Linked DNA regions of Mus musculus: regions 2 and 3 are each linked to region 1. The links are chromatin contacts, called in public HiChIP or PLAC-seq maps. All regions are on one chromosome and are shown on one strand. Each heading gives the region's core, a stretch centred on a gene start, on an enhancer-like site or on the middle of the called end of the contact. The rest is flanking DNA. Distances are from core to core; before and after follow the strand shown.

Region 1 (3,824 bases), core at 661-3,160:
CACACACACACACACACATAGATACACACACACACACACACATACACACACACACACACACACACACACACACACACACACACATTCATCTATACAGAAAGACATATTTCCCAGTCTTCAAAGAAAGCAGGGAGTCAGCAAGAGTGGGGCCCTTTCCTTGTCTCAGGAATTGACTGAAGGCCTTTTCCATGTCCGAGTCCACCACTTTGTTTCTGCCTCCTTGACTCAGCTGCCGCCATTCCTTCTGCCTCACTTCCCTGCTGGGTAGCCACCTCCTAGATCCCCATCCTATGGAGCAATCTCTGATGGCCTTGAGCAGCTTCCTTGTCCCCACTCCCAGGACTAAATATGGCACAATGGTCTTGTCTGTACACACTCCACTTTCCTTGTTAGGTAGGGTGTCAGCACCTGCAGTTGCAGGTCTGTGTCTGATGCGCCAAGTGCACAGTTGGCAATAAATGGCTCTGCTGCTTTGACAGCCTAAGAGAGCACCAGAAACTATGAGGGTTGCCTTGGTTTGGCCTCATGTTCTGACACTGTGCATGTGGCATGTTCTCAAATTTTCCCTTAGCTTAGGCTGTCTTGCATCTTCTATTTTATCTGCCTGCCTGTCTGCCTGCCTGCCTGCCTGCCTGCCTGCCTGTCTGTTTGTATGCCTATCTGTGTGTCTGTCTGTTTATTAGCCTATCTATCTATCTATCTATCTATCTATCTATCTATCTATCTATCTATCTATCTATCTATCCATCCATCCATCCATCCATCCATCCATCCATCTATCTATCTATCTATCTATCTATCTGAGACAAATGCTAGCTTTGGATTATCTATGTACTATAGGATGACCTTGAACTTCTGATCCTTCTGTCTACCTCCTGAGTGCTGGAGTGACAGCTGTGTGCCACCACAGTTGGCCTTTGTGCCTGCAGATGAATTCAGCCAAGCACTCTACCAATTCAGCTACATCCCAGACCTGGGCATCTTCTACACTTCTTCTCTAACCATCATGTCTCCCCTCTCCTCTCATTGACTTACTCGGAAAGTTTAGGTTGTTGGCTGACTTATCATTCAATAAGGATCTTTTGCAAAGGGCAGCATGGCCTAAGAAGACGATGAGTGCGAACAGCAGATGGTCCAGGTGTTTGCGCGCCTCTTGGCATCAACATCTACCAACTGTGTGACTTTGTACAAGCCAATTAACAGCTCCAAGTTTTGGTGGAAAAATGGAAGGGATAATTTCTGCCACCAGGCTTGGAAGACAAGTCAACAATATATGCAAGAGGACCTCCAGTACATCGCATGTGATATCAAGAACATTGCAAGTATATCAAGTATACTGGCATGTGATAAGCACATACTAAGCATTACTTTCCTTTGTTTTGCCACCCTCACTACATACACATAAACTTAAAAATAAATGGATTGGATTTTCTTCACAAAGAAAATCCAATTAAGTTGCTTTGTACCTGCACAGGGAGCAAACCAATTCTTTCCTGTCCTATGGGGCCAGTGACTGTCACAAGAACTATTGAGATGGTAAGATCAAACTACTTCTTCATTAGCGCTAAGTTCTGACACTTGTCCTAAGCAAGAGGATTGGGATGGTAATGCCAATGAGTTTGGTTGTACGCTGGAGACGTCTAGGGAGAATTATTGAAGAATTATGGTGCTGCAGGCTGGAGAGATGGCTCAGCATTTCAGAGCAGTTCCTATCCAGGTAACTCTGATGGGGAGCCAATGGGTGAAATCCTGCTACAACCTCTTGGGTTCTGAATTTACTTAAGTGGAAAGCATTCGAGGAGCTTCTGCTGGAGTTGCTCCATGCAGTGGCTTCTCAGTGCTAGCAGCTCGCAGTGCTGGGCCTTGAGGGTACAGCTGCAAGCGCAAGTGAGATATCGAGCTGAGAAAGAGCAGAGAGGCCGTCGTTTAGAACGCCAGTAGCCTGGAGCTCTAGTGTAGGACACTCCTAATGCACTCTGCTTTATTGAGTGAGCAAGCAGGAGCGGAGGAAAGTATTTAACACATAATTACATGCTTAATCTTGCATAAAATTATCACACTAATGACATCACGGTGGCGAAGCAAAAGGTCAGTCCAAGCACAGGCATTTAGGGTTGCATCTAATGGGTGAGGCTTTATCTTTGCAGACAGCAAATTATACCTTCTCTCCGTAAGGGTTGAGTTGTTTTGGCTCCAGGGCGTTTGAAGGGAAAGCCAAATGCATGGTAGTAATTTTAGATCAAGTGATTTACTTTAGAAAACATTATTTGTTGGGAGTGATTTTTTTAAATCCTGTTGTGCTTTTTGCCTCCAAAATCAACTATGTACTTTATTTGAGTTCATTTATTTGAGTGTCTATTTGCCAAATTTTATTAAGAACTATTGTGTGCCTCAGTCTACTGCCTGCTGTGGACAGCGTAACATCAGCCTTGCCCTAAGCACTGTGCTCTTCAGGTGGAGTCAGAAGAACAAGCAACCTCTGTCCTGGTCATCTCTTGCAGACGGTGGAGTTGGGAGGAAAGGAACGCTTTTGCCTTTGTCACACAGGGACAGAATGAAGCGACTCCCAAAGCTGCTCAGGCTCATTCTCCTGGGGTTGCTGGACCTTCTCAGTAGTGCCTCAAACAGTTCCTTGTCCCGCCACATCTTACTGGACCTCTCAGCTTGTTTAATTTTATGCTATTTATTGATCACATCATTGTTCTTAAAAATGACAACAGAAACATTTTAGAAGCCTGATAGTGGCAGCACATGCCTTTAATCCCAGCACTCAGGAGTCAGTGGTGGGTGGGGCTCTGAATTTGAGACCAATTTGGCCTACACGGTGAGTTCAAGGACAGCCTGAGCTATACTCAGAAACCCAGTCTTGAAAAACAAGTTGGGGGGGGGGGGATATTTGACGTAGTGGCCAATATTTCCTTGGTTCTCCCTTGCTATGTCTCCTGTCTCTCTCATGGGTTTTTCCAGCCTTTTAATCAGAGTGTGTTTCATTTGGAGATCTGGAAGACTGTGTAGTCTCGATGGTGTCTTATACCAGGTCTAAGAACCTTTCTCCCACTTGGTGTCTAAAGACTGAGCAAGTGGTACATCTGCCACTTAGATGGAGAGTTAATGAGGAAGCTGAGAGCCAACGGCTCCTTGACAACAATCAGACAAGTGGCAAAGTATTTTCCAAGTTTTCACTGAAGATGATTTTTCAACATCTGGGAGACCATGCAAGGAACCTTGTGCCTGAAGACAGGTGGTGGTCACTTATGATCTGGTCTCTGTGACACATAGCCAACTATTATTCATAGCACTACATCTAATTTGTGGTTTTGAAGGATGCCAGCCCAAGTTAAATAGCAGAACCCTGCTTTTCTTGGCTTATAATGGCCCTCAGCAGCTTTGGGAGCAGCTCCATTCTGTCCCTGTATGACTAACACCAAAATGTTTCCTTTCCTCCCAACTCTACCATCTCCAAGAAACGATCAGGTTGACCTCAGTTCATTTATTTACCTCAGCATTTAGTTCATCATCCGACATGTGGATTGAAGATGCAACTGCATGGCAGGCTCTGGGTCTGGTGATGGAGATGCAATAATGAATATAGTAGACACCACCATCCCTCTTACAGAATTCTCAGTCCAGAAGAGGGGATGGGCTAAGTCAGGCTGCTCTGGATGACTGTCCTTAAGAGGAGAGTGATGTTCATATTCATGAAGAGTGAAGTATATCTAGTATCACATCTACAGTCCCAAAATCACCAGAAATGGCCATCTCAGGGTTCACTTGGAAGAACTCTGAAATGAGTTTCCAGTTGAAGCCCCAGGCCCTTGTATAGT
Region 2 (3,824 bases), core at 540-3,039, 250 kb after region 1:
CGAGGAAGCACAGACTATGTCGTAACCATCAATCTTACCAGAATATACAGTTACTCATACCCATGTGCTCCATGTCACCCAAAGACCAACTAAGACTGGGTCCCAGTCTCACTAAAGGCTGTCATTCTGCTATGAGGAACACCCAGCCAACTTCAAGCCTAGAGGTCTCTCAACCAAAGGAAAATGACCTCGAGTTTGTGTGTAAATGGCAGTGTGTACACAGGAGCTCAAAAAGACCAGAATCTCACTTAACCCTAATTCCAGCATTTAACTGAAAACTAACATTGTCCTCAACACTTATTTATACCGTGTTATGTGGATGGTGTAGACCAGTGGAGAATGTTACATTCTTTATAAATATGATCATTGAAGCGCTTTTGGTGTTCATTATAGCTAAATGCATGCATCGAAATGCAGAGGTTTTTCTGTTTGTTTGCTTGTTTGTTTGTTTTTGTTTGTTTGTTTGGTTTTCAAAATAGAAAGCGTTATCCTTACAGCTTTGAGTCTGTGAGGTCCACAGGGGAGAGAACGCACCCGCCACGGAGGGACACATTCACTTTGTCCCTGCCACTTCACACTGAGGGTCACAAGCAATGACAGTACTGGCACCGGGGATCAAATTGCAGAAACATTGGTTTTGGATCATTGTACTTTTGCCTCTGAAATCTCCGCGGGTGGTTCCTACCTTCCCTCTCTAGTAGAGCTGTACAGAGCCCATCTGAAGTGCAAGGAGATGTATGCAGTTCCTTGCCAGTGCTAATCATTGCCCCCTCCTCCCGGACTGTGGAACCCAACCGCTCCTCTTATCTTCAAGGAAGATTAAGCTTTCGAGCTATTCATTAACAAAATAAAAGGTCAAGTCCTTAACCTCTAAAGAATTCCCGTTTCCATCTGCAGCCCAGCAGTTGCTCAAAGGCAAGAACACGAACAGAGAGAAAGCCCCTTCTTTACTCTCAAACTCCCGGTCTGTTTTTAGCAAAGCCATTAATAGGAACAGAATGGTGTGGACCAGCCTTTCAATATGCAAGATGGACAGAGGTAACCAGATTTCTCTTATAGTAGATTATAGGGGGAAATCCATCACTATCTTCTGAAATACCCTCTGACCACCAAAACACACTGACTCCAGGAATATATATTTACCTAACAGGTTTCAAGTTCAGCACGGCTTCCTCCTCTATTTTTCTTGGCTCTCTCTGCCTCCCACCTGCCAAAGTCTTCTCTCAGTGCCCCCTCCCCAGCCTATCAGGCACCACTGGTAAGAAAAGAACTGTTTTCTCCATGACCTCTAAGCCTTCTACTCCACCGAAAGCAACGTGGAGTGCACACTCAGCAGGCTGCGATCGAGCCCGGAGCCAACCTGTCCATGAGGCTTTCCAGACATAAAACCTCACACTGCCCAGTGTGTCTTGTGTTTTGGTCAGCGTGGAGCCCCAAGTCAACCAAGCCTCTCTGTAGCACCTGGCTGCAATCCCTGACCGACCACAGGCACCCCAGCGCTGAGCCCAGCGACAACAAAAAGCTCCAAACAGCAACAGATTCCTTTGTTTTACATGCAAATCCTACCTTCAGGAGTTGTCACATCTTCCTCAAAAGCCACGCTTAATTTTTAATGACAGTGATCCCGTGTAGTCCTCCACACAGCCACCGGTCCTCATCTTTACCTTTCCTGCTGGCTGTCTTTGTGGACCATTGATGTCACACCCTCGCTAACTCATAGCTTTACTCCTCGCTCAAAATGTCTGCAAGAGTTTGGAAGGACAATAGGAGTGACAGGCACGCTAGACAGCCATGCTTAAGATTAGTTCTCCGAAGCTCTGTGGAAGCCGGTCCAGACTGTTTTTAAAAGCGTGCAGGAGGTAGGATTTATTAGCCTATGACAGGCACGCTGCTTCTGTTTTTATTAAATACTGTAATAGGCTGTCTGTTAGCATCGCTGTGATAGGTCCAGCATTTCTTCCCCACTGCTTTCGAATTTTCATACTGAAAAGGGAGCGGAGCCTGATCTGACTTCCCTCCTAGCTCTGCGGCCACCCTACCTACTAGATTAGATTTCCAAATCCTCTAACTTCGGAAGAAAGAACTCCTCCTGTAAATAAGCTCTCTCTAGGAGGGTGAACTTGGGAGTAAACACCCTTGGAATCCCCAAGTGATCCTGTTAGTCCCAGCAAGGGACTCTTGCTTTCCCAAGTTAGAAAAAGACATTATTTCCAGAGCTAGGCGAGAGGATCCTTTCACACAGGGAAAGTTGTGATGGGTAACTGAGGATGCCTTATGGCATGTACTCACCTGAAGTCTCAAATGTTGTATCAGACGGACAGCATGCATCAGAAAACAGATGAACTCATTAGGGCATGTCGGCTGCACAGTTCTTTGCTCCATGCAAAGGTCACCATTTTTCCTGCATCACTGCTCTCTCCATGGAAAGAATGGAAGGTGGGTAGAGGAGCTTGGGATGGGTGCCCTGCCTTGGTGTGGTCCTTTACACAGTAGTGACATAGAAACACTGGCCAGAGAGGAGGCTGTTCTGTGTGTGCAAACACACATCACTCTGAAAAGTGTTTTTCCGGACAGGAATGCAAAAACAAAGTTCTTGCCAGAGAATGTTTTAATGCTCCAACTACCCAGGTTTAGTCTTTTTTTTTTAACTCGGTTTTCCTTTCTCTTCTCTTGCTACCTCAGAACCATAGTTATATAGTAGTTACTATGGAAACTGAGTGGTCGGCACTAAGGGAGGGGCTTAGAGACCAGCAGATGCAATATGGACAGGAGTGTTCTATGTTGGACTATGGAACAGAAATTGAATAGTGGTAATGAACATCTTACAGCCACTGCCAGTGACCCTCTGGAAGACCATCTCAGGGGCATGATTCTAAGTTGCCACTGTTTAATTGTGGGCATTTTTGCTGTTTGGGAGTACGACATTGAGCAGACCCACATCCTCTTCCACATAATAACTGAATATCAGAATTGCTCTCATATCGGTCCAAAGATTTTGCTTTCATTCCTTTCTTTCTTTCTCATGTTCCTGGCTGCTGGTTTGAATATACCCTGATTATATTTGAATTTTAGCTGTTATTTGATTGGTTACAGTTTTTTCTTGGGAATAAAATGTGATTCAGTAGGAAAAAAAGACTCTCTTTGTATCACAAACCATAATCATACTTCATTCTGAGTGAGTGTCCTTACATCATTTCCTTAGAGCTAACCCTGGGCCTGAATATGAAGTTTGAATTTTGAAAGATAACCCTGGACCCACTGGATTGATACAACAGAAAGAAGAGTTTCTTCTTGTTTTTAGCTCCTCAAATAGAAAAGAAACTTTTTTTTCTTTTTTTTTTTTAAAAGAAGTTTTGCTCATCACTTGGTCATCTAAGAGAAACCATTTCAGAAATAGTTAAATATTCATAATTGTAAAGAGAGCAGAAGAAGTGCTGATTACTGTCATCAGTATCTTAATTTCATGGTAATTGGAGCAATTCACACAACTGTTGACACAAAACAAGGCTCTCATCTCCAAGGGAATAAGAGAATATTCGGGAATCAAATTTGATGGCCAAAGCCCAGGAAACATAGAACTACATTCCCATGGTTTCCCCTTGTCCACATGGAAGCAGTGGAAGCCGGTTTCTTAGAGTTCAAACAATGACAGCTGTAAGTCAAGGGGTTTTAAGAACACTGGTGGGTACATCAAAGAGACAGTCTCAGCAAGATGCAGGAGTCTCATCTGAGGCCTCAGACTCTATATTGCTCTGTTCTTAGCTTTTGGGTTGGTAGGAGTCAGCAGTCTGTTAAGTTGCTAAATTGCAAAGGGGTTGTATCTG
Region 3 (3,824 bases), core at 983-3,482, 170 kb before region 1:
TCAAGGTCTGCCCTCACTCAGCTTGTGCCAGCCTCTGCACTGTTCCTCCCCCCACACCTCTCTGTGTGAGTGTGTAGGTGTGGTTGAGCAGCTGTGTGCCTGTGTCTCAACATTGCTAGTGTCACGAGTGCCTGCCACTTGGTTGGCCTCTTCCTTCCTTCCTTCCTTCCTTCCTTCCTTCCTTCCTTCCTTCCTTCCTTCCTTCCCTCCCTCCCCCCTCCCTCCTCCCTCCTTCCCTCCCTACTTTCCTCCCTTCTTTTCTTTCTCTCATTTTTTTGTTTTTGTTTTTTGTTTTTTGTTTTTTTTTGAAGCAGGGTTTCTCTGTGTAACCGCCCTGGCCACCTTGAAACTTTTATAGACCAGGCTGGCCTTGGACTCACAAAGATGTACCTGCCTCTGCTGGGACTAAGGGCCTGTGCCACCATGCCCACCTTGGGTTGGCTTGTTATTATTATTATTTTAATGGAGTCTGGAGATTGAACTCAGGTCTTCATGCTTGCCAGGCAGCCCAGCCCTAAATGTTCTTAATGCTGGCTTCATACTCTTCTGTTCTTCCTCCTCTTTTTCTTTCCTAGAGAGTGAGAAGGGTGAAGATGGTGGGAATGGGCAGCTATAAAAGTCCCATTGATTGGGTCATTTTTTCAGTCTAGTTGACTAAGGCACGAGATAGATGTTCAAAAAGAAATATAGGTGAACTAATACGTGAATAACAATAGCCCATCTCCAACTTGCAGGTGCGCTAGTAGACAGGGTGTAACATTGGGTCTAGACCACTTACATGCATGTGGGAGGAGTAGGCAATTACTGCTTTTATCTGTCTCACTATGTTATCTGTACCATGCATATAAACACCCTCTGCTGTTGCATGTGTTGCATATATGTGAGTGTGTGGTTGTGCCATAGGAAGGCATCAGATGTCTTTTTCCTTCACTCTCTGCTTTAAGTAACCCTTAGGACAGGGTTTTACTTTCTGAACTTGAACTCCTCCTTCAATCTATGCTGGCTGACCAGTGAATCTCTGGATCTGCCTGCCTCTGACCCAGTGTTGGGGTTATAGACATGCGTTCCCGTACATAGGCGCTAGGAATTTAAACGTAGGTCCTTATGCTTTACTGAACAACACTCTTACCCACTGAGCCATCTCCCCAGTCCCTTTTAAGCTTGCTGCCTTTCTAATTAACTAATAAGCAGGATCACTTAGTAGATTCAACACATTGCGTGCTGAGAGGTTCTGTAGACTCTTGTTTTCTCCTAGTAGGCACTTGTATCAACTGGGGAATCTAGCTGGTGCGGCTGGGAGGCAGAAAGCTTTCCAGCACTTTCTTCTGATCCAAGGATGGGGTTTCAATGTTAAAGATATTTGGTTTTGGAGACGACTTAAATATGTTTTTAAAGCAAATGCAATTGGCTTTGATCTCTGTCAAGATTAACGGTCTTAAGGCATTAGGTGGAATGGCTTTATATAGTAAAGAAGATGAAAAGGCGTTAGAGTTGGTGATAGTCACAGGAAAGTGTGTTCCAGGAATAAGGAGCCCTTATGAAAACACCTCAGTGGACTCTGGGGAAGAAAGGTCATGAGAGTAACTGAGAAAAGAAGTCAACCAACTGGGCTTACAATGGAAGAACTCTGTCTTGACTGGAGCGTTAGCCCCAAGCTTCTGCTGATGGTTCAGTGGCCTCAGTTTCCCTTTTCCTTTGCATTTCCTTCCTGCCCAGACGCAACCGGCAGCAGCTGCTTGGTCCCGTACCCTTGCTTGTCTGTTTCTTGACTGCTCTGTCAGTTGCACGCTGACACGGAGGAAGTTATGGTGGGGCGGCACATGTGGCAAGGTGCTGGCGGGAGTGTGAACACGTTAGCAGTTTGGCTTCATTTTCCGAGCTTCTAGGCAGTGAGTGTGAAGACAAAGCACACAGAAAGGGAGCAACAAGGGGGAGGCACATGGTTTACACATTTGGTGAGTTCCTTCAGTAGCCCAGGGAAATCAGGCTTAGAGCCACTAGCCCAAGGTCATGTTTTCTACTTCACCGGGAAGAGAAGATTCTTTTGCAGGTCCAGAGAGCTCGCTGGTCAGCCACCCTAGAGAGGAACGGGTACTTCTTAACTGGCAAAGAGGAGCCACTCGGCATAACGGGATATTCCAGTTGCTGGAGGTCAGTAGGAATATTCTAGATGTTAAAATCCTGCTGTGTCCACATTACCTTGTGAAGCCCTGCGCAGAGCTAACGTTTGCCGCCTGCCCTGCACTGCCTGCCTACGAACAGAAGAGGGCAGCTCACCATGCACTCATTATATACGGCTTACTTGATTAGAATTCTAGAAAAGGAAACCCGCCTTTGATTAAAAAAAAAAAAAAAAAAAAGGTAATGTTTGCTTTTCTAAGTGAACTGATGGCATGATTCTGCTAATAGTTTTGAAAATTTAAATGAATAAAAATGTCGTGTCATTCTCTAGCTTCAAGGGACTTCAGAGTTCTAGTGGGGACCAGCTGTAACAAACTTGGTCGAGGCTCTTTGTACCTGCCGGTCTTCTGCTGGCTAAGATGCTGGCTCTTCAGGTCGCTACTGAGAAAAGGAAGAAAGCAGGAAGGGGGAAATAAAGGAAGACAGAAAGAGGGGAGAAGGGGAGGAAAGAGAGTGAGGGAGGGAAAGGGAGAGGGTCTGTGTGAGGGGAGTATGGAGAGACGGGGGCAGGGCAGGGTACTGAGCCAAAGGCAGAAAGGAGTTTTTCAGCTGATCTGTCTGGTCTGATGGCATTACTTACCGTCCAGGGCTACCCAGGCAGTGAGTGCTGAAGTCAGGCTTAAAGACCAGGGTTTTTAGCATGCATTTCACATTATTTGCCCTCCAAGTCTTGCTTGGTCTAAGTCTGTCTTTGGTTTACTTTTGGAACCCTTTGCCATTCTGCTAAGGCATATACGTTGCTAGTTTACATTTTTCAGTAATTTGATTTTCTATGCTTTTTTGATCTTTCACTTTAAAGATTTATTTATTATTATTCTGTATATGCGTGCCTACATATTTTTACGTGTACCATGTATGTGCAAGTCCTGAGGAGGGCCAGAACAGGCCATTGGATCTGCTGGAACTGGAGCTACAGGCAGTGCGAGCTCACACGTGGGTACTGGGAACCAAATCTGACTCCTTGGTAAGAGTAGTGAGCACTCTAACCACTGATCCCTTAATATACACTTTATTTATTGAGATTTTATTTATTTTTATTTTATCATATGGGTATTTTGTCTGTGTACCATGTGCAGACAGTACCTGCAGAGGCTAGAAGAGGGTGTCCGATCCCCTGGAATGGGACTTAGAGATAGTTGTGAGCTGCAATGTGGGTGCTGGGAATTGAACCTGGGTCCTCTGGAAGAGCAGTCAGTGCTCTGAACCACTGAGTCATTTCCCCAGCCTGATAAGTAGACACTTTAAAAGCAGGAGAACACACTTAGTTTCTTTCCCAGGTTGTCCTGAGTCTTTTCATCTAATGGGGTTTAATTCAGATATTAGAAGATGAATCTAATAAAGGCAAAGTATGTTTGAAAGCAGGCCAGGTATTGGCATGGTGACAAAAACTCTGCTTCTTGTTAGCCTCTGAACTTTCTATAATCTTCATGGTAACAGGAGCAGTGCCTCTCTAGTGGCCCTGTTTGAAACTTGGAATTGATTGTTGTAATACCTCTGTTTCCATGAGGGCATCTAGAACATCCAAGAATTATTAAATGTTCAGGAAAAGACAACCCAAATCATATTTGCTCTATGAGATGTCATTTCTGAGCCTTACTGTTCTCCCCCAAACAGTCTCAGGCAAAGAGGAGGTATGGCTGCAT

The links. HiChIP or PLAC-seq counts read pairs in DNA pulled down with a chosen protein or histone mark.
Region 2: a contact with region 1 is called in an H3K27ac HiChIP or PLAC-seq map of VIP interneurons, with 2.6 times the contacts expected there. The contact joins the promoter of Kcnmb2 here to the enhancer-like site in region 1. A contact is called at or near these places in 2 of 39 promoter capture datasets (embryonic stem cells and hippocampal neurons), 1 of 484 Hi-C or Micro-C datasets (cortical neurons), 4 of 115 datasets of contacts at active chromatin or transcription factors (SST interneurons, VIP interneurons, forebrain and 1 more) and 3 of 9 other capture datasets (adipose tissue, embryonic stem cells and pancreatic islet).
Region 3: an H3K27ac HiChIP or PLAC-seq map of SST interneurons shows a contact between it and region 1, with 7 times the contacts expected there. The contact joins two enhancer-like sites. A contact is called at or near these places in 2 of 484 Hi-C or Micro-C datasets (both in cortical neurons), 2 of 115 datasets of contacts at active chromatin or transcription factors (SST interneurons and VIP interneurons) and 1 of 9 other capture datasets (pancreatic islet).

The regions. Positions count from the first base shown.
Region 1 is chr3:32,148,342-32,152,165 of GRCm38.p6, reverse strand. The region is part of intron 2 of Kcnmb2 (potassium large conductance calcium-activated channel, subfamily M, beta member 2); the gene reads right to left. Among named protein-coding and RNA genes, the nearest start is that of Gm42201, 180 kb to the left of the region's middle. Within about 2 kb of position 1,910, at least 10 of the 459 cell types and tissues checked have an H3K27ac peak or open chromatin away from gene starts, as enhancers often do. A contact at or near this core is called in SST interneurons, VIP interneurons and pancreatic islet, where this site is marked.
Region 2 is chr3:31,900,668-31,904,491 of GRCm38.p6, reverse strand. It overlaps Kcnmb2 (potassium large conductance calcium-activated channel, subfamily M, beta member 2), which reads right to left and starts at 1,789. Exons shown (of 6, transcript NM_028231.2): 1 at 1,567-1,789. Gm34031 (a long non-coding RNA gene) reads left to right here and starts at 2,318. Exons shown (of 3, transcript XR_389652.3): 1 at 2,318-2,436.
Region 3 is chr3:32,316,234-32,320,057 of GRCm38.p6, reverse strand. The region is part of intron 1 of Gm42201 (a long non-coding RNA gene); the gene reads left to right. Among named protein-coding and RNA genes, the nearest start is that of Gm42201, 8.2 kb to the left of the region's middle. Within about 2 kb of position 2,232, at least 8 of the 459 cell types and tissues checked have an H3K27ac peak or open chromatin away from gene starts, as enhancers often do. A contact at or near this core is called in SST interneurons and VIP interneurons, where this site is marked.